2 separate regions of the Mus musculus genome follow, and region 2 is linked to region 1. Evidence: chromatin contacts called from public Hi-C data. All regions are on one chromosome and are shown on one strand. Each heading gives the region's core, a stretch centred on a gene start, on an enhancer-like site or on the middle of the called end of the contact. The rest is flanking DNA. Distances are from core to core; before and after follow the strand shown. Region 1 holds the start of Hs6st3 (heparan sulfate 6-O-sulfotransferase 3). Region 2 overlaps Hs6st3 (heparan sulfate 6-O-sulfotransferase 3).

Region 1 (2,700 bases), core at 141-2,640:
AATTGAACGGTGTATCAATGCATTATCTGAAAAACCATAAAGTGTATTTAAGCAAAGAAGTTTGGATCCTGGGGCAAATTCAAAATGTACACACTCGAAAGAAGTTTTTTAATGAAAACCTCGGTGGACAACGAAGGAGGTCTTCACTGTGGAACACAGGTGAGGGCAGCTGATGTTGCTTCTTACTGGGGTGGGAAAAGGGCGAGTCTTGAACATCGAAGAGCCCACTTTGTGTTAATGGAATGGATTTTAGGACTTATATCCTGCAGGGCTGCGTCTTGGAGCCATGGAAAGGGAGTTCGCATCAAACACAAATCTCTTTATAAAGCAGGCTTTTTAATGGTTGCTGGTTGAATAAAGTTGTAGTGTTGGACCTACTAAGTTCATAGTTGAGGAAGCTTGGAACAAACTGGAGCATCAGTTTGAGCGTGTTGGGAGGCAGTAAATGAAGTCTGGAACCTATGTACCCTGCTGAGGAAGGACAAGCAACCGCCTGTTTAGTCTGCGTGAGACTTTCTGCCATAGGGGTGTTTTATTCCTGCAAACAAGACCAACCAGGTTTCTGTCCACTCTCACACTGAGAAAGCTGCCAATGTTGCAATTTAGAGGAATCAGATCATCGCTAGCAACGCCCTCCATGGGGCCTGTTCTCGCTCCGCGGTAGCCTTTCTGCCAGATCTCCCTAGGCTCCAGGCTGAAGGGATTCCCACCCCCAGCAGCCTCCCGCGAGCCCCGCGGAGCCGTGGACTCCTCCCCTGGAAACTCCTCCGGGGCTGAGGAAGGCTTTGGCGCATGCTCCGTACCTAGGGCAGGTTTTTTTGCTGCGGGTAGCAGGGCTCCTGTCACACCGGCTGGCGGGTTGTGGCGGTGCCAGCCCGCGTGAGCGAGTGTGTGCGCGTTGCCTGCGCCTGGGCGGGCGGACCCGGAGCAGTAGTGCGATTTGCCCGGGAGGCGGCTCCGCAGAGGCGTCTTGCTCGCCGCCGCCGAGGGGCGGCTTTGCAAACTTGCGGCGGGCTCTCGGCGCCCAGGGACCCGTGGGCAAAGGTGCCGGGCGCGGTGCACGCGGAGGGCTGGGGCTGCGGGACCGGGCCGAGCCTTCGCCCTTGGCCCGCGCCCTGGTGAGCCTCATGCAGCTCCTGTGCTCGCCACCGCAGCTGCCCCGGGAAGGTCCGGGACACGAACCCCGCACCGCAGCGCCTGAGCGTCTACCGACCGGCGGCGGGATGCTCCGTGTCGCCTGAGAGCGCCGCGTCCAGGTACAAGAGGAGCCGGCTGGAGCCCGGCGCCCCAGGGATCGAGAGGAGCCCCACGCCACAGCCGCCGGCGCCGGCGCCCGTCTTCTCGGCTCCGCTCGTAGGCCCCGGCTCTGCCAACCCCGGAGTGCGGCGGGGCAGCCAGACAGCCGTTCTCTTCGGCGGCAGGGGCATGGAGGAGCGGCGGGCTCCGAGCCGCGCCCCGGAGTCCCCGAAACTTCCGAGCAGGCGCCCGATCGCGCCGCTGGCGCCGCAGCCACCTCACCTGCCGGCCTGAGAACGGGACCATGGATGAAAGGTTCAACAAGTGGCTGCTGACGCCGGTGCTCACTCTCCTCTTCGTGGTCATCATGTACCAGTACGTGTCCCCTTCCTGCACCAGCTCATGCACCAACTTCGGGGAGCAGCTCCGCTCCGGGGAGGCCCGCCCGCCCGCTGTCCCGAGTCCTGCCCGACGGGCACAAGCACCCCTTGATGAGTGGGAGCGGCGGCCCCAGCTGCCACCGCCACCCCGGGGACCGCCCGAGGGGTCTCGTGGGGTCGCGGCTCCCGAGGATGAGGATGAGGATCCCGGGGACCCGGAGGAGGAGGAGGAGGAAGAAGAGGAGGAGCCGGACCCCGAGGCGCCCGAAAACGGCTCCCTGCCCCGGTTCGTGCCTCGATTCAACTTCACCCTCAAGGACCTGACCCGCTTCGTGGACTTCAACATCAAAGGGCGGGATGTGATCGTGTTCCTGCACATCCAGAAGACCGGGGGCACCACGTTCGGCCGGCACCTGGTGAAGAACATTCGTCTGGAGCAGCCATGCAGCTGCAAAGCTGGCCAGAAAAAGTGCACCTGCCACCGGCCGGGCAAGAAGGAGACCTGGCTCTTCTCCCGCTTCTCCACCGGCTGGAGCTGCGGGCTGCATGCCGACTGGACCGAGCTCACCAACTGCGTGCCGGCCATCATGGAGAAGAAGGATTGTCCCCGCAACCACAGCCACACCAGGTACTGTCCCGCGTCTGTTGGTTTCCTGAACCCCACTCCCTTCCCCCAAGTCCTGACCCCGCCAGTCCCGCGTCGCGCTCCCTTAGCTGTTTGGCAGTGGCTTTCCAAAGGGTGGGCAGCGAATTTGGGTGAAGGGTGAGAAACCGCTGGATACCCACCGGGGGGGGGGGGTGTCTTGAGTTGGTTTCTTTCCCATGCTTCACTGTTTCTTGCCACCCCCTGTCACCTTCAGCCATGTCCACGGCCATCCTGATGTGCATTCTGCACAGTGCCTAGCATTGTGTGATGAGGTATTTGGAGCAGACACTAAAGAACAGCTATGGAATAACCAGGGTGTCGAGGGAGAGAGGTCGAGTCTTGAACTTAAATTATGTGGTGGAAATCCAAAGAATAGGGGATCCGGGAGTGCAGACATAGTTTTTCAGGAATGGTGAGGCTGGAGCATAATGTCCTTCT
Region 2 (2,700 bases), core at 41-2,540, 120 kb after region 1:
AGATTTCTGACAGGGTTGCAGACTTATAGCCTCATAGCCAACCCAGGGTATTTACATTGAGAGAATAGATTTGAGAGGGTGGTTTTCAGATGGCATGCAATCTAAAGCCAGGACATAAGTCAGATGTAGAATTATGTCTTTTAGTGAGGCCTGATGGCAATGTTCTATCTTAATGATATAAATGATGGACTGGGTATTAGGTCTATCACGTGTTTCTGACACCTCAGTGAAGGGCATCCATGCATTTCAAGTTCCCGAATAAAATGTCTTCACGAACTACAGATCGCACTGAACTTCATGCTTTCTCTTAAATATGCTTCCCTTAAGATCAAGCCTTCATGCTTAACTTTACAAGGATAGTCCAGCCCCATGTCTTCTTCATGTCTCATGGACTTGTGATTGGAGCCCAAAGATGTGCTCAACTATTGGAAAGTAGTGGTTGACTATAATGACCCCCATAGTCCTCACATCACACAAATGCACAAGTGTTTCCTGATTTAGATTTTTTCTCAGCCCTTTTGGTCATAAGTACACACAAGTAAGTGACACATAGGATTGGTGTGAGCAGTACAGTTGTAGCTATGAATAAAACACTAATTATTCAGCATTTTGAATTGGTTTATTTGAAGGAACCAATTCAGAGAGTCTTGTAGAAACAAATTAGAGGAAACTTAAAATAACACCAACAGGATTTACTAAATGATTTTAATGGGATCCAGAAGGCTAGAATTGTGCTTATGGGCTCGAAGAGTTGGAGTAGTGGCTATTTATGTTACATTTTGGTAAAGAACTTGTATATGTTTATCCACATCCTAAGATTCTGCAGGAAATTGAATTTGAAGATGATAGGTAACTAATCTGTCAGAGAAAATTCCAGAGTGGTCTAAGATTTAGGTTGTGGAATGAATATTGCTAGCTAACCAGGTTTACAGTTAAAAATCAGTGGTCAAGTACACAGCAGAAAGGCATGAAAGACTTGCAATTTGGTAAGTAAAAAACACCGTAAAATTGTGGCGGCTAATGATGGTTATTAAAGATGTTTGTGTCATCATGAAGAATCTAAGCACTTTATATTAGGACAACAGGAACATTGCTTGAGCGTATCTCAAGAATTTACCTGTTCACCTACTGCAGGCATGGAAATTATAAAATAGAAAACATTTTGGAAAACCCACCATTAGGAAGATGATGCCTTCGGAATGATTCCCACAGGAGTTTTTCTACCATCCTGCCCAACATAACCCAAAGCCACTGCGGTCCAAGCAGTTTTGGCAGCGACTCCAGCTGGCAGGAGACTTTGGCATTCCCCATGTGATGCTTGTTGTGCGGTCATGCAGAACGCAATGGTGATGGAACATTGCATTTTCTCCACAGATTTTAGAGGGGACCAGGAGGTCAGAGAATGTGTGACTGGGTCAGATTTCCTGCAGACAGACCTTGACTGATGAAACTTGAAGCTTAAAGGCGAAGCATTAGCTGCAGGAGAGACCTGAGGTTGCTGGAGATGTTCACTGGGAACATGGAATGCCTGTTAAGGAAACCGATGAATAATGAGTGGAGCCAGCCAAAATTATAATGGACTGTAAACACAAAGGTTGAAGGGTGGGGCTGTGCAAACCCTTTGGAGCTCATCTCATAACACTGTAGTCCCTGGATATTGGGCATGGGCTACACACACACACACACACACACACACACACACACACATATATATATATATTGCTCTGGGTTCTTCTATCCCTGATGTCAACACCTCATCCCTCTCTTTTGGATTAGAAATTCTTACTCTGTTCCATTCTATGTTGGGTATGTAAATTGATATTAATATTTTAGGGGCTCATAACTAAGCATTGCTTTGAATATCAGAGATTCTGTAACTAGGAGTTTGAACTGTTGGAATGGTAAATATTTTGGAACTCATGTTGCATTATGAGCTTGCACTCATAGTGGATATGTTGCATTATGAGGAAATGTCTCCCATGGCTTCATATGCATAACATTTGGTCCCTAGATGTTGGCATTATTTGGGGAAGAGGGGGCTTGCTTAGCTGGAGGTGGTACATCTGAAGATGGATTGTGTATCCAAACTCTTCCTGATTTAGATGCATTTAGACCTGGTTTGGGAGGCCATCCCTGGTCCTCAGGCTCTTCCTCATGCTCTGCTTCTCTGCTTGCATGGCCTGCAATTCACACTCCTCTGCCACACAGTCACACTTGGAGGTTTAGTTCAAGTGCATGGCCTGTGTGTGTGTGTGGGGGTCTCTGAAATTAGGAGACAAAATATATCTTTCTCCTTCAGGTTGTTCTCTCCAGTGTGTGTGTGTTTTGGTCACATCTATGCAAATGATCTGAGACACCATTGCTGAGCTTTCAGCATTAGGTCATTCTTCTGCACCCTGATCTCCTTTGCTATCCCCATTTTCCTATTTCATTATGCTGCCTGACTTAACATTTAGTAAATAATGAACTCACTTATTTAGTATGTCCCTTTTCTTTTGCATATTGTCCCTTAAACCACACAAGGGCAATAATTATTGTTTTGCTATTAATATATCTCAAGAACCTAGACCAATGCATGTCTGCTTATTGAATGGACGATCACAGACTGTATCTTATACCTGATACACCTCAGATACCTCTAACCTTTCATTTTTAATTCTTCAGATGTTAGCTTGTGTTCAGTATGTGCTCCGACTTGGC

What was found. A called contact is a pair of places that touch in the nucleus more often than the background predicts.
Region 2: a contact with region 1 is called in a Hi-C map of cerebellum, with 1.7 times the contacts expected there. The contact joins the enhancer-like site here to the promoter of Hs6st3 in region 1. A contact is called at or near these places in 2 of 39 promoter capture datasets (cranial neural crest and frontonasal cranial neural crest), 5 of 484 Hi-C or Micro-C datasets (cerebellum, cerebral cortex, forebrain and 2 more), 1 of 115 datasets of contacts at active chromatin or transcription factors (forebrain) and 1 of 9 other capture datasets (embryonic stem cells).

What each region holds. Positions count from the first base shown.
Region 1 is chr14:119,136,875-119,139,574 of GRCm38.p6, forward strand. Hs6st3 (heparan sulfate 6-O-sulfotransferase 3) reads left to right here and starts at 1,391. Exons shown (of 2, transcript NM_015820.3): 1 at 1,391-2,244. The coding sequence starts at 1,541.
Region 2 is chr14:119,255,976-119,258,675 of GRCm38.p6, forward strand. The region is part of intron 1 of Hs6st3 (heparan sulfate 6-O-sulfotransferase 3); the gene reads left to right. Among named protein-coding and RNA genes, the nearest start is that of Hs6st3, 120 kb to the left of the region's middle. Within about 2 kb of position 1,291, at least 3 of the 459 cell types and tissues checked have an H3K27ac peak or open chromatin away from gene starts, as enhancers often do. A contact at or near this core is called in cerebellum, where this site is marked.